2 separate regions of the Pan troglodytes genome follow, and region 1 is linked to region 2. A link is a contact called in public Hi-C data. All regions are on one chromosome and are shown on one strand. The core of a region is the stretch at or near the end of the contact, and the rest is flanking DNA. Distances in the headings are between cores, read along the strand shown.

What was found. Hi-C and Micro-C count contacts between places; a contact is called where the count stands out from the background.
Region 1: a contact with region 2 is called in a Hi-C map of stem cell-derived neural progenitor cells, with 6 times the contacts expected there. The contact joins two enhancer-like sites. A contact is called at or near these places in 2 of 7 Hi-C or Micro-C datasets (induced pluripotent stem cells and stem cell-derived neural progenitor cells), 1 of 1 datasets of contacts at active chromatin or transcription factors (stem cell-derived excitatory neurons) and 1 of 1 other capture datasets (stem cell-derived neural stem cells).

What each region holds. Positions count from the first base shown.
Region 1 is chr2:119,119,661-119,126,006 of NHGRI_mPanTro3-v2.0_pri, forward strand. No RefSeq gene overlaps it. Among named protein-coding and RNA genes, the nearest start is that of GAP43, 160 kb to the left of the region's middle. Within about 2 kb of position 2,586, at least 14 of the 24 cell types and tissues checked have an H3K27ac peak or open chromatin away from gene starts, as enhancers often do. A contact at or near this core is called in stem cell-derived neural progenitor cells and stem cell-derived neural stem cells, where this site is marked.
Region 2 is chr2:118,531,252-118,537,075 of NHGRI_mPanTro3-v2.0_pri, forward strand. The region is part of intron 3 of LOC134809466 (a long non-coding RNA gene); the gene reads left to right. Among named protein-coding and RNA genes, the nearest start is that of ZBTB20, 71 kb to the left of the region's middle. Within about 2 kb of position 2,315, at least 6 of the 24 cell types and tissues checked have an H3K27ac peak or open chromatin away from gene starts, as enhancers often do. A contact at or near this core is called in stem cell-derived neural progenitor cells and stem cell-derived neural stem cells, where this site is marked.

The DNA.
Region 1 (6,346 bases), core at 1,336-3,835, 590 kb after region 2:
AAGCTACAGTTCTGTCTCATAGGGCCCTACTGAGTTCCCCTTGTCTTAAATCCTATTAAAATGCCTGGCCTATGTGACTCCACCCAAATTAATCTGTGATATCCTCTGGAGTCCATCCTCTCAAATCACCTTGAGTACTTTCCTTCTTGCTGTTCATTCTCCACTGAATTCCCATGCCCCCAGATTAAGAAAGTAATCTGATAAATAACTAAAAAATATATTATTTGCGCCCATATATTTATGATTTATTTTTGAATATTCAAAATTCCCTGCTTTAGCCCAAGTTTCGCAGTGATTTTTATGCTGCGATCTTAAAGATTCCTTTATTATGGCTTTGTGTGTGTCTGTTTTGCTTAACCGGAACCACATTTCCAAGAACTCCTTTTGTTTCCGGGTCAGGACTGGCCACAAGGAAAAAATGAACAAGATCTGGAAGGCAGAAAAGAAGCACCAACTATCTTTATGATTTGAAGGTGGGTGTGAAACCAGGCTCACCTAAGTTGTCACTGATCTGCTGGTTCACCCTGTTGGCATGGGCTCCTTCAAGTCCTGCTAGATACCCCTGCTTCCGCTTCTCTGAATCCCTGGCTAGGTATGTGTATGTTTCCTTGGTGAAAAGCGTCAGTTTATGCTGCAAGTCATTTACATGGAGGCCATGAGAAACAACTATGAGTTTCATTTTTTCTTTGCTGTATCCATTTCGTAGGCATCTTTCCTTCTTGATCATCAGCCCTGCAGACTTCACGCACAAAAGTAGATGCAGAGGCCTTAGACTACTTAACACATTCTCATAATTGCATAGAATCTAAACCCTATAATAAATCCCTGGTTTTATATCACTCACAATGGTTCTACTTCCCCAGTAGAACTATAACTGATACATATGCAATGTAGTATCGCATAGCTAGCGTTTCCATACAGTATAAAAGAATATTAGTTTATTTTTCACTATGATTTTGATTTACATTTTTATCACATCATATCTCTTTTACCTCTATAGCAGGCTCAAAACTTGCTATAGATTGAAATGCTTACAAAAGAGTAGTTCTATCATTCTTTAGTATTTCTCAGACTATTACTGTGTCTGATTACTAAGGAACAAAAATGTTTATTTTTATAATTAAGTACATATACATTAATTTTGTTGTACATTTTTTTGCTTTCAACATCAAATTCTGTTTATGCATGCACGTGTAGCAGAAATTGTTGTGCCTTGTATGAATGTTTTTATAGTCCTTAAAAATAATGGATGCAATATCTGTGGTAGCCTGACAGTTTAAATAATGTTCCATTGCTCATTTTATTCAACAAATTTCCATTCAGCAGTTCTTAGCGGTATCTACAATATGTCCAGATCAGTGAATTTCTATGAGGGATTCAAAAGAAATATAAGACAAAATTCCTTCTCTCGTGAAACTTATGGTCTAATATTTACTTTTATAAATAAAGGAGAGATTGAGAGACAGATTGTGTGAGAGAGTGAGAGAGTGTGTGTGTGTGTGTGTGTGTGTTTGTGTTAGGGGAGAGAGGGTTGACTTGTAGCCTTCCCCCAGGGGTGCAGCTTCAAGTAATAACAGTCCGTATTAGGGCAAGGTGGGTACTGTGGCAAACTGGAGAGCCACTTGCCCCTTCTAATGGCAGTAACAGCTCCTCAACTCCCACCAATGGGGTTACCATTTAGGTCAAGTCTCTAGATGTTCTCTTGTTCAAGGGATGCTGTAAATTGGGACAGTTACATGAAAATTCCCACTTAAAAAATATGCACGGAGCGGGCACGGTGACTCACACCTGTAATCCCAGCACTTTGGGAAGCCGAGGCAGGCGGATCACCTGAGGGCAGGAGTTCGAGACTAGCCTGGTCAACATGGTGAAACTCCGTCTCTACTAAAAATACAAAAATTTCCCGGGCGTGGTGGCGCACGCCTGTAGTACCAGCTACTCAGGAGGCTGAGGCAGCAGAATCGCTTGAATCTGGGAAGCAGAGGTTGCAGTGAGCCTAGATTGCACCATTGCACTCCAGCCTGGGCAACAAGAGCGAAACGCTGTCTTAAAAGAAAAAAAAAAAAAAATGCACGGAGGGAAAACAGCCCGGAGGCTGAATCCTGTCCAACGGTAGTTATAACCCTAGTTTTTCCAACACGAATAAATATAAAGGCATCTTGCTCCTCTGGAAATAGGGAGAACCAGACCTAGCTATCTTCTTGAAAGAGAAAAAAAAAAATACTTCTGCATCCTCTCAACTTAAAACGAAGGAAATAAGATAGTTATCAATCAGCATCATTTGGGCATATTGCTATTATTTACTATCATTTTATTAAAATTAATAATTTATAAATTTACTGTAAAAACAGAGCCTGCCTTGCGCGTAGCACTCGATAAACGCTTTTTATTATTCTGCTTGTTGACGCTGTTACCTCTCTTTTGGAGTAAAAGGGGGCGGAATCACAACAAGACCCCAGGACCCCGTGTGCACGCACGTGTCGGGGGAGCTGACCTATGACAAACATGTGCAGAGCTCTAGTACCCAGCCACGCGGAGGCTGCCGGTTGACAGAAGCGTTGCTGCCCCCTGCCGCCGAGTTCACCCTGCCATCACTGCTGGAAGCCGCACCCCTAGGAAAGGCTGCAAACCCACCCTGCCCCCAACACACCCGCGCTCCCTCTCTGCAGGCCGGCTCCATCCCCGCCCCCAGGTGGCCAAGCAACACCGCCTTCTAGCTTCCTCCCGACCCGGCGGCGCCTGCAGCTGCCTGGGGAAGGAGCCCCGCAGCAGCGCGAGCGGGTGGGCGGGGGGTGCGCGGGCCGCAGGGCAGGAGGGAGGGCGCAGGAAGGCGGGCGGGGAGAAGCTAGGCGGCCGGGCCCCAGCGGTCGCGCCCAGCCCTGCCTCTCTCCCTTCTCGAATCACAGGCGGCCTGACTCACTCCTTTGTTTCTGGAAAAGATCTATCTGTACTAGCCCGAGGCGGAATTCACCCCGCCCGCACTCATCAGAAATCGTTTGCTTATTCTCTGCGCCCCTCCGTGCTCGCCTGGGACGCGGGCGGAATCCTGACGCAGGCTGTCAGCCGCGGTGACGGGTGACACCGGATGAGCAGCCGTCCGCGCCGCCTTCCCTGCGCCGACGGGCAGCGCTGCGTTCGGCGCGCACTTCTGCCCCCTCGTGGCAGGAGCAAGCATCGCAGCAGCGCCGACACCACCGCCCACCTGCAGCCCAGGGAGCGTCACTTCTGGGTGTTTTTCAAAGGGAGCATTTTTACAGCTCCATTCAACTTCTGGGATTAGGAGATGTGGCTCCCAGGTTGATTACTAATGAATGAGAAGGGGTGTGGTCTGTGCGTGTATGTTCTTGTGTGCGTGTACGCGTGTGAGAGAGGGAAGGGGGGAGAACAACTGTAAGAGCATGTTTGTGGTGACAGGATAATGGAGAGGGGAGGAAGGAAGGGGAAAAATGAAAGAGATTAAAAAGCAAGAGAGGCAAAGTGACAGTGACAAGGGAAGAGAGTGACAGGGAAGGATGCAGAAAGAATGCAGGGAGCAACAGTTTGATGGGAAATGGGAGGGGACTTCTGCATGAGAGAGAGGTGAGGATTTGACATCTGTGAGAGGTAAAGTTTCATTTTGGTGAAGTGAACCTTGTGAACATTTCAATATACCTCTCTCCTGCTTTACGTCCCATTTTGTTTGGCAGCTGCTAGAAATGAGTTTCCATTTTTCTGTCTTGTTTTAATATTCTCATGTCTCCCACATCACTAAGATCATTAGAGGCAGAAACAATTATGTCATGCATTCCCTGCATCTGACAGAACCCTCTGTGCGTGCTGGTTTATTAACTCCAGCCTTGCCCCTCTGCCATCAGCTACATCTGCTTTTGTTATTCTGATCCACGTTTCATGAGCATGCACACACACACTCTCTCCCTCTCTCCACTGACCTCTGTGGGCTCACTTGTCCTTTGGGAAATAGACCAGTAGCTGCTCAGAATCCAAATGTACGTGACAAACACTCTTGAAAAGGCTTCTGCCACCTACTCATCAACAAACAAGCAAAACAAAGCCCCAACAGCCACAAATAGCCACAAAAAAAGGTTCTTCTGGATCACATCTGTAACTCTTGACCTAATCCTTTCATTTTCCCTAGAAGAACAAAAGAAAGAGAGAGTTTTTGCAGGATCTGTGTTAGGCTATAGCTTGTTACGGTGGCAAAAAGGTTAAAAGGGATTTTCTATACCCCATTCTTAGTTACTATTTTGCCAACATTACCCCACACACAAGTATGTGTGTGGGGGGTCACATTTAGAAAGTCTGGACAGGATGATAAAAATTGTTTTGGCAGAAGATAAATCATTGCATATGGGCGTGGGCAGTAATGCCCAAACTCATTTACCGTAACAAATGGTTTCATGAAAATATTTTGGTCAGTACAGCTTATTTTGGCATACTGAGAGGTGGCTGCCTATCTGTGTGATTGCATAGAGAGGATGGACATCTTGTGGGTCAGCATTGCTTAATTCATTCAGAGGGAGCTCTGAGGAGAGTGGCCATCCTTGGTGTTTGACCTTCATACTGAGGCGTGCCCAGGGATTATTGAGGATAGGAATGCAATTTGGAGATAAACCATTCTTTCATAATTTTAGTAAATGGATTATGATGCATGTAAGCAACAAGAAGAGAAAAATGCTTTGGGACTTCCAAATACAAAACCTTTCTCTGACATGGCTATATCAGAGGGGGAGAGTTATAATATTTTTGCCGCAATCAGTTGTTCTGAAGTTCAAAAGAGATAATATAAGTGAACATGCTTTGCAAACTCAGAGGATGCTTCCTGAAGCAAAGGCAAAACAATGCCATGGAGACAAAGGATGTTTGCCACAAGTGTTTCAGAACCAATTGACTATGTTATCTCCAAATCATTAAATAATTGTTTAATTATCCTCTTAATATGCGAACATTTACGTTTCACTTCCCTAGTTTCCTTTTTATTCCTCCATGATATGTCTTTCTGCTTGAATCTGTTTAGTGCCTTTGCTTAGGATCCTCCATCAGGGTTTCAGCCAAGGAACCCCTACTCTTAGTTGGGGTTCATTGAAGCTGTGGCCAAGTTGAGTCTATGGTAGCAGTCAATGAGTGCTTCTCAGTTCTCTGCTCACCTGCTCAGATCCATGCTTGGCTGCTGTGCCCTAAAGGGAGCTAATCACAAAGAACTTATATGTATCTGTGAATCTAGGTCTTTATGGGATGGGGATGTGAACTGCATTTTCTATTGATAGTAGAAATGCAGTGATTTTATATATATATAATATATATATCACACACATATATGTATACTGTGTATATATGCACACACATATCCATATATGTATATAAAATCTCACAGTATGTATATTCTCCCACCCTGACACACATCTACCAATGTTTCTTACCCCTACACACAAAATTTATCACTTTATAAGACTCAGTGCTTTGCGTTCATATTTGGAGTGAGAGTAGAATACATGTCTCCATAGTAACTGTCACCGTAGGGCTGAAAAGTGAGAACATTTAACAAAACCTCACATAGAGCGGTGAACTTGCTCTTTGAATTAGTTTGCTTGGGCTACCATAACAAAATACCACAGTGCAGCTGGCTTAAACAACAGAAATGTATTTCTCACAGTCCTGCCTGGAGGCTGGAAGTCTAAGATTAAGATGTCAGCAGGTTCATTTTCTCCTGAGACCTCTCTCCCTGGCTTGCAGATGGCCACCTTTTCATGGTGTCCTCACATGGCCTTTCCCTTGTGCATGCACATTCCTATGTCTCTTCTTCTCATAAGGACACCAAACAGAGTGGATTAGGAACCACTCTCAATTGATTCATTTAACCTTAATTCCCTCTTTAAAGGCCCTATCTCCAAATAATAGTCATAGATATTCTAAGGCACTAGGGGTTAGGGTTTTGACATACAAATCTGGTAGAACATAATTTAGTCCCTAAGATTCTCCAAGCATATTCACATGGGCTACTGAGAGTAGTCTTCCAGGTTCCACAGGGATAGAGAAGTCTATATCAGAAACAACACTCATATTAGACCCAGAAGTCCCAGAGATTGGGTGCTAGAGTCCTATTATTCAGCTGGCTTTGTGATCTTGAGTCAGAAAGTTAATTTTCTGAGTCTCAATTGGCCTTGCCTGTGAAACACGAGCTGTTAGTGTTTTGCCATGATTATTAATTACGATTACATGTAATTATTAGTATTTGGTTGCCTAAGATAGCTGTATGAAGAAGTTCTGTGAAATGATATGTACTGCTTTGTTGCATAGCATTTTTATAATCTTCTGACTGGCAACTTTTCTTAGTGTTTGGGAGATAATA
Region 2 (5,824 bases), core at 1,065-3,564:
GAAAGTGGTTTCTTCAGATAAAATCTACTCCTGGTGATGATGCTGTGAACATTGTTGAAATGACAACAGAAGACTTAGAATATTACATCAACTTAGTTAATCAAGAAGTGGTAGGGTTTTAAAGGATTAACTCCAACTTTCAAAGAAGTTCTACTGTGGGTAAAATGCTATCAAACCTTATCTCATGGTGCAGATAAATCTTTTGTGAAAGGAAGAATTAATCAATGTGGCAAGTGTCATTGTTGTCTTTTCTTTATTGTTATACTTTAAGTTCTAGAGTACATGTGCACAATGTGCAGGTTTGTTACACAGGTATACATGTGCCATGTTGGTTTCCTGCACCCATCAACTTGTCATTTACATTAGGTATTTCTCCTAATGCTATCCCTCCCTCAGCTCCCCACTCCCGGACAGGCCCTGGTGTGTGATGTTCCCCTCCCTGTGTCCATGTGTTCTCATTGATCAGTTCCCACTTATGAGTGAAAACATGGGGTGTTTGGTTTTCTGTTCTTGTGATGGTTTGCTGAGAATCATGGTTTCCAGCTTCATCCTTTTAATCACAAATGATTAAAAATTCATTTGTGATTAAATCCCTGCAAAGGACATGAATTCATCCTTTTTTATGGCTGCATAGTATTCCATGTTGTGTATGTGCCATATTTTCTTAATCCAGTCCATCATTGATGGACATTTGGGTTGGTTCCAAGTCTTTGCTGTTGTGAGTAGTGCTGCAATAAACATACTTGTGCATGTGTCTTTATAGTAGCATGATTTATAATCTTTTGGGTATACCCAGTAGTGGGATCACTGGGTCAAATGGTATTTCTAATTCTAGATCCTTGAGGAATCATCACACTGTCTTCTACAATGTTTGAACTAATTTACACTCCCATCACTGTTGTCTTATTTTAAGAAATTACCACAGCCACCCCAACCCTCAACAACCACCACCCTGATCAGTCAGCAGCCATTAGTATCAGGACAAGATCCCCCACCAGCAAAAGGATTACAACTCAGATGATCACTAGCATTTTTTAGTTAAGGTTTTTAGATGTAATTCCATTACACACTTAATGGGCTGTAGTATAGTGTAAACTAAACTGTTTTTTTTTTTTTTTGAGATGGGGTCTCACTCTGCTACCCAGACTGGAGTGTGGTGGCATGATCTTTGCTCACAGCAACCTTTGCCTCCTAGGCTCATGCCATCCTCCCACCTTAGCCTCCAGAGTAGCCAGGACCACAAGTGCACACCACCATGCCTGGCTAATTTTTGTATTTTTTGTAGAGACAGGGTTTTGTTATATTGCTCAGTCTGGTCTTGAATTCCTGGGCTCAAGCAATCTGCTCACCTTGGCCTCCCAAAATTCTGGTAGTACAGGAGTGAGCCACCATGCCCGGCAGTGTAAACATGACTTTTATATGCACTGGGAAACAAAAAAATTCATGTGATTGCTTTATTGTGATATTCATCTTATTGCAATATTTTATTTACTATGGTGGTCTGGAATTAAACCCACAATATTTCTGAGGTATGCCTATGCATTAGTTTTGCTTGTTTTTGAGTGTTATGTCAATGGAATCATACAGTATGTTCTCTTTTGTGCCTAGTTTCTTTCACTCAATGTTATGTCTTTACATAGTGTGACTAAGTTTTTTTCCTCTTGTTTAATTTTTATGTTTTAACTTCTATAACAGTTCAGTAATAGATGCATATAATTTATAAATAAGCCAGGGATGTGTGCATAAAAGTTTGCAGTTCTTGGGTTAAAGTATGGCACCATTTGTGTGAATGTCAACTTTAAATCCCAGATAGACTCACTAGCTTTTTAAAGAGAGAACTACTCACAACTACAGACTATGATGACCTCATCTAGGTATTTGTATTTAATAAACATTTATTTATGAGAACCCACTATGCACAAGTGTTTGTAGGCACTGTGAGAGTTACACAGGCAAAATAAAAAGATGTAGCTCAGTCTTTCAAGGAGTCTATCACTGGTAGGAGAAACAGTGCAGTAAACTCATATGATCACTCCAGACAGAATTGAGAATCTACAAAAGAGACACAACTAAAATGATATAGAAGCCTGGATGAAGGATGACCAATCTTCCAAGAAGCTAGAAAAGGCCCCTTGAGACTTGTACTAGATAAACTTTGAGCCCCTTTATACTTTCTAGCTTCCAATATTTAATCAGATTTCTCATTACAGACATAGGATCTTTATTCTCACTGTGCATTGCTTTATGTTTCAGGTTTATGGATACATGGTATATATTGTGCTCAGTCAAAAGGGGGCAGCATTCACCCTTCTTCTGAAAATCAGAGACCACTTTGGCCACATCTCTTTCTTTCTAGGAAAAGAATACTTTTACCAGATAGCGTTTCAGAACATAGATATAAATTTTAAGCCTCTTGTTTTAATTGTTTGTTTATAGAGATAGCAACTGATTTGCACCTTCACGTCACAGAGCCCAACATATCGCACAGGTATAAATGAAGTCAAGCTGTCTCTGTGCCCAGAGTTTCCCTTATTTCTGCCTTTGTCCCTTGATTGGGCGTGGCAGTCTTGCTCAGACTCAGATTGCTAAAGGGCGGTGGCTGAAATGAACAAAAGGAATCAGACCTTTACTCTTAGCCTGAGAAAAAGATTGCCAAGGGAAGCTTGGGGAGAAAGCGCAATGCTGAGTGGTTGCATCATTGTTTTGACTACCTAATGCTTTTTTTCTCTTCTGACTGTTTATCCTTTTTAAGCTTCTGTTTATAAGCATAACAATTATATGAAAGGTAAATAAGTTACATGCACTACAGGGATGTATGACTGTGCTCTGTCTTGGCGGCATTCGTCTCTTTATTAGCCAAGTAACCTTTACAGTTTAAGTACTACACAGTTGCTGCAGTCCTTTTCTTGCTGACGCAGTAGTAGAGGCAGTGGTGGTGAAAACTGAGAGAGGTTTAATGCTGAAGGTCTCAGACTGTGTATCTCTATGTCTATGACCTCTAACCACCAGACCGGCAGATAACTGATTTCATTTTGTTAGTGAAACACTGATTTTAATTGCTGACTTATACAGCTTCCATGTTATACTTGATTGGTTTTGAGAAAATCAATGTTGATGGCCAAAATTCCAAATTAACTATTTCTTTCTAGATTTAATCATACTGTATACAGCCCTAAATTGCCCTCTAAGCGACTTAAAAAAAAATTGAAGAGTAGAGCTTTACCAAATGTCTCTGAATGATAAAGGAAGTTGACCCACCCTATAATTAGCTTTTGTAAATATCAAGTCAAAGGTCAGAGCAAAGGTCATCTGATTTCTTTCTTTTGTGAAGAAAACAAGGGATTGTAGTCAGTATGACTGATTTCAGAATAGTGGCTAAAGATGAAGTCATTGCTTTCTTTCAAAGCAGAAATTGTAAAAGTAAATAATTTGGAATAATCACAGAAATAATTACATTAATATGAATAGCAAATAGCAGGTGATCATTTGTGTAGCATTTACAGATACTGTGACCCTTGGTTTTAGACCTTGTGCAGTGTTTTTCTCTGTCAGGTACATGATGCTGGGAGAGCAGCTCTCTAGGAGACCTCTGATGACATCATGTCACTGTCCTCTGAGGCCACAACACAGCTGCCATGCCACACACTGGCTCAGAACACACAGTGGGGCATAGCCAAAAAGTTCACAAAGTAAAGAAATGTCAACTTTCTACATTTTAGCATTCATTTGCCTGCATTAACCAACATTGTGCAATATATAAAGTCTAAAGCCCATGTGAGAGATAAGACAGAATTATTTGCATTTCTGCTGAAATTAAGCATGATGAAGTAGAAACTTATTACTTTTAAAACCAAAAAATGAATCTAAATATGTGTGTGTCAATCAAATGATGAGTTAGGACTTCCTCATGAACTGGAGAGGAAAATTGGATGACCAGCTATCCTGAGTTGCTAGGGACTGAGAAGGTGTCCAGGATGTGACATTTTCAGTTTTAAAATTAAGGCTATCTTAGGCAAACTGCAACAAGTTGGTCACCCTAACTGGAAGAGATCTTTTTGGCTATGTTGTCCAATTATCTTATTTTGCAGCTGAAGAAAATAAAGATTATGGAAATCATAAGATCCCAGCAGGATTATTTTTCTCCCTAATTCTTGTCAATGTCTTTTCTTTTCCTAGCTTCTCAGGTCATGTATTAAACTTAGACCACAGGATCATGCAAATGGCCCCTATTAGGTGGGCCAGGGGGTGAGCACCTAGAGTGCTCCTAGAGTGGAGGGGTGGCTCCAAGAGTGGCTGTCCTTCTCATGTCTGAAGGTCACTTGGCTGACTGTGGGAATGCCTGGCTATCTTCCAGGAGAGCAGAGAATGCCTCTATCAATAGTTTGAACACTGTTCTGTAACTTTCTGAGTGACACTGCAAAGTACCAAAGATAGAAAGAAGGCACAGAGGGGGAAAATGGGCATCTCAGTCTGCTCTGGCAGCTATAACAAAATACCATATACTGGGTGGCTTATACACAACAGAAATTTATTCCTCACAGTTCTGAGGCTGAGAAGTTCAGATCAGGGCATCTGCTGACTCAGGTGAGGGTCCCCATGCTGGTTCATGGATGGCACCTTCTACATGTCCTCAAATGGTGGAAGGAACTAGCTAGCTCTCTGGGACCTCTGTTACAAGGGCACTAATCCCATTCGTTGGGGGCTCTGCCCTCATGTCCTAATCACCTCCCAATGGTCCCATCTCCTAATATCATCAACTTAGGAGTTAGGTTTTAACTTATGAATTTTGGGGGTCACAAATGTGCAGATCATAGCAAGGTGCAGATCATAGCAACTGGGTTCTGAGACTTGAGCAATGTCAGGGATTCACAGCATTTCAAATGTGTGGGCAAGTTGCTGACACCTTTTCTTCTGGGTCATAAGGAAAACAGAAAATGTGATTAAATAATTCAGCCTGATTTTGGGGTTTTATTTGTAATGACTCCTAGAAGGATTTGCCTTTCCAAATAAGGACCATGGAAAGTAATAAGTACATAAATGAATGAAGAGGCTGAGTGAGAGGTATTTTATAGCTGCGTGTGTTGGGGTGGGTGGGGCACTGAAGGGAGAGTTAGATGGTGATGTACTATATAGACTGCTTTCAGTGTTTTCCTCAAAACCCTGAAACAGTTCCTCAAAACACATAATGCTAGGAGAGCAGCTCTCTAGGAGACCTCTGATGACATCATGTCACTGTCCTCTGAGGCCACAACACAGCTGCCATGCCACACACTGGCTCAGAACACACAGTGGGGCATAGCCAAAAAGTTCACAAAGTAAAGAAATGTCAACTTTCTACCTTTTAGCATTCATTTGCCTGCATGCTTATACCAGAAAGAAAATGAGAACTACTAATACTGCTTATACCAGAAAGAAAATGAGAACTACTAATAATACTTCATTTCATTCATCAAAGAGAATAATTACAGAACTAAAGAAGAGAGAGCAAACGTGGTAAAAACATAGTACAAACAAAATAAAACATACTCAAAACAGAATAGATGGAGGCAAGGGTAGTCAAAACTACTAAGAACCCAGATATGTGGTTATTCTTCATTAAAAAATAGACCTATCTCCCTTATTCCTATTTTATCTACTGAATGTATTATCCTACCTCAATCCACTGAACTCATCTCTAATTCTCAGCCTGAATGCTGTTCCCTAAGGAAAGTCTTCTCTAACCTCCTGATTCTATTTTAGGTCCCCCTATTAAATGCCTTTAAAACACTGTATACTTTATCATAATGTGATACAAAAATGAAACTTGGCATGAATTAAACTAAAT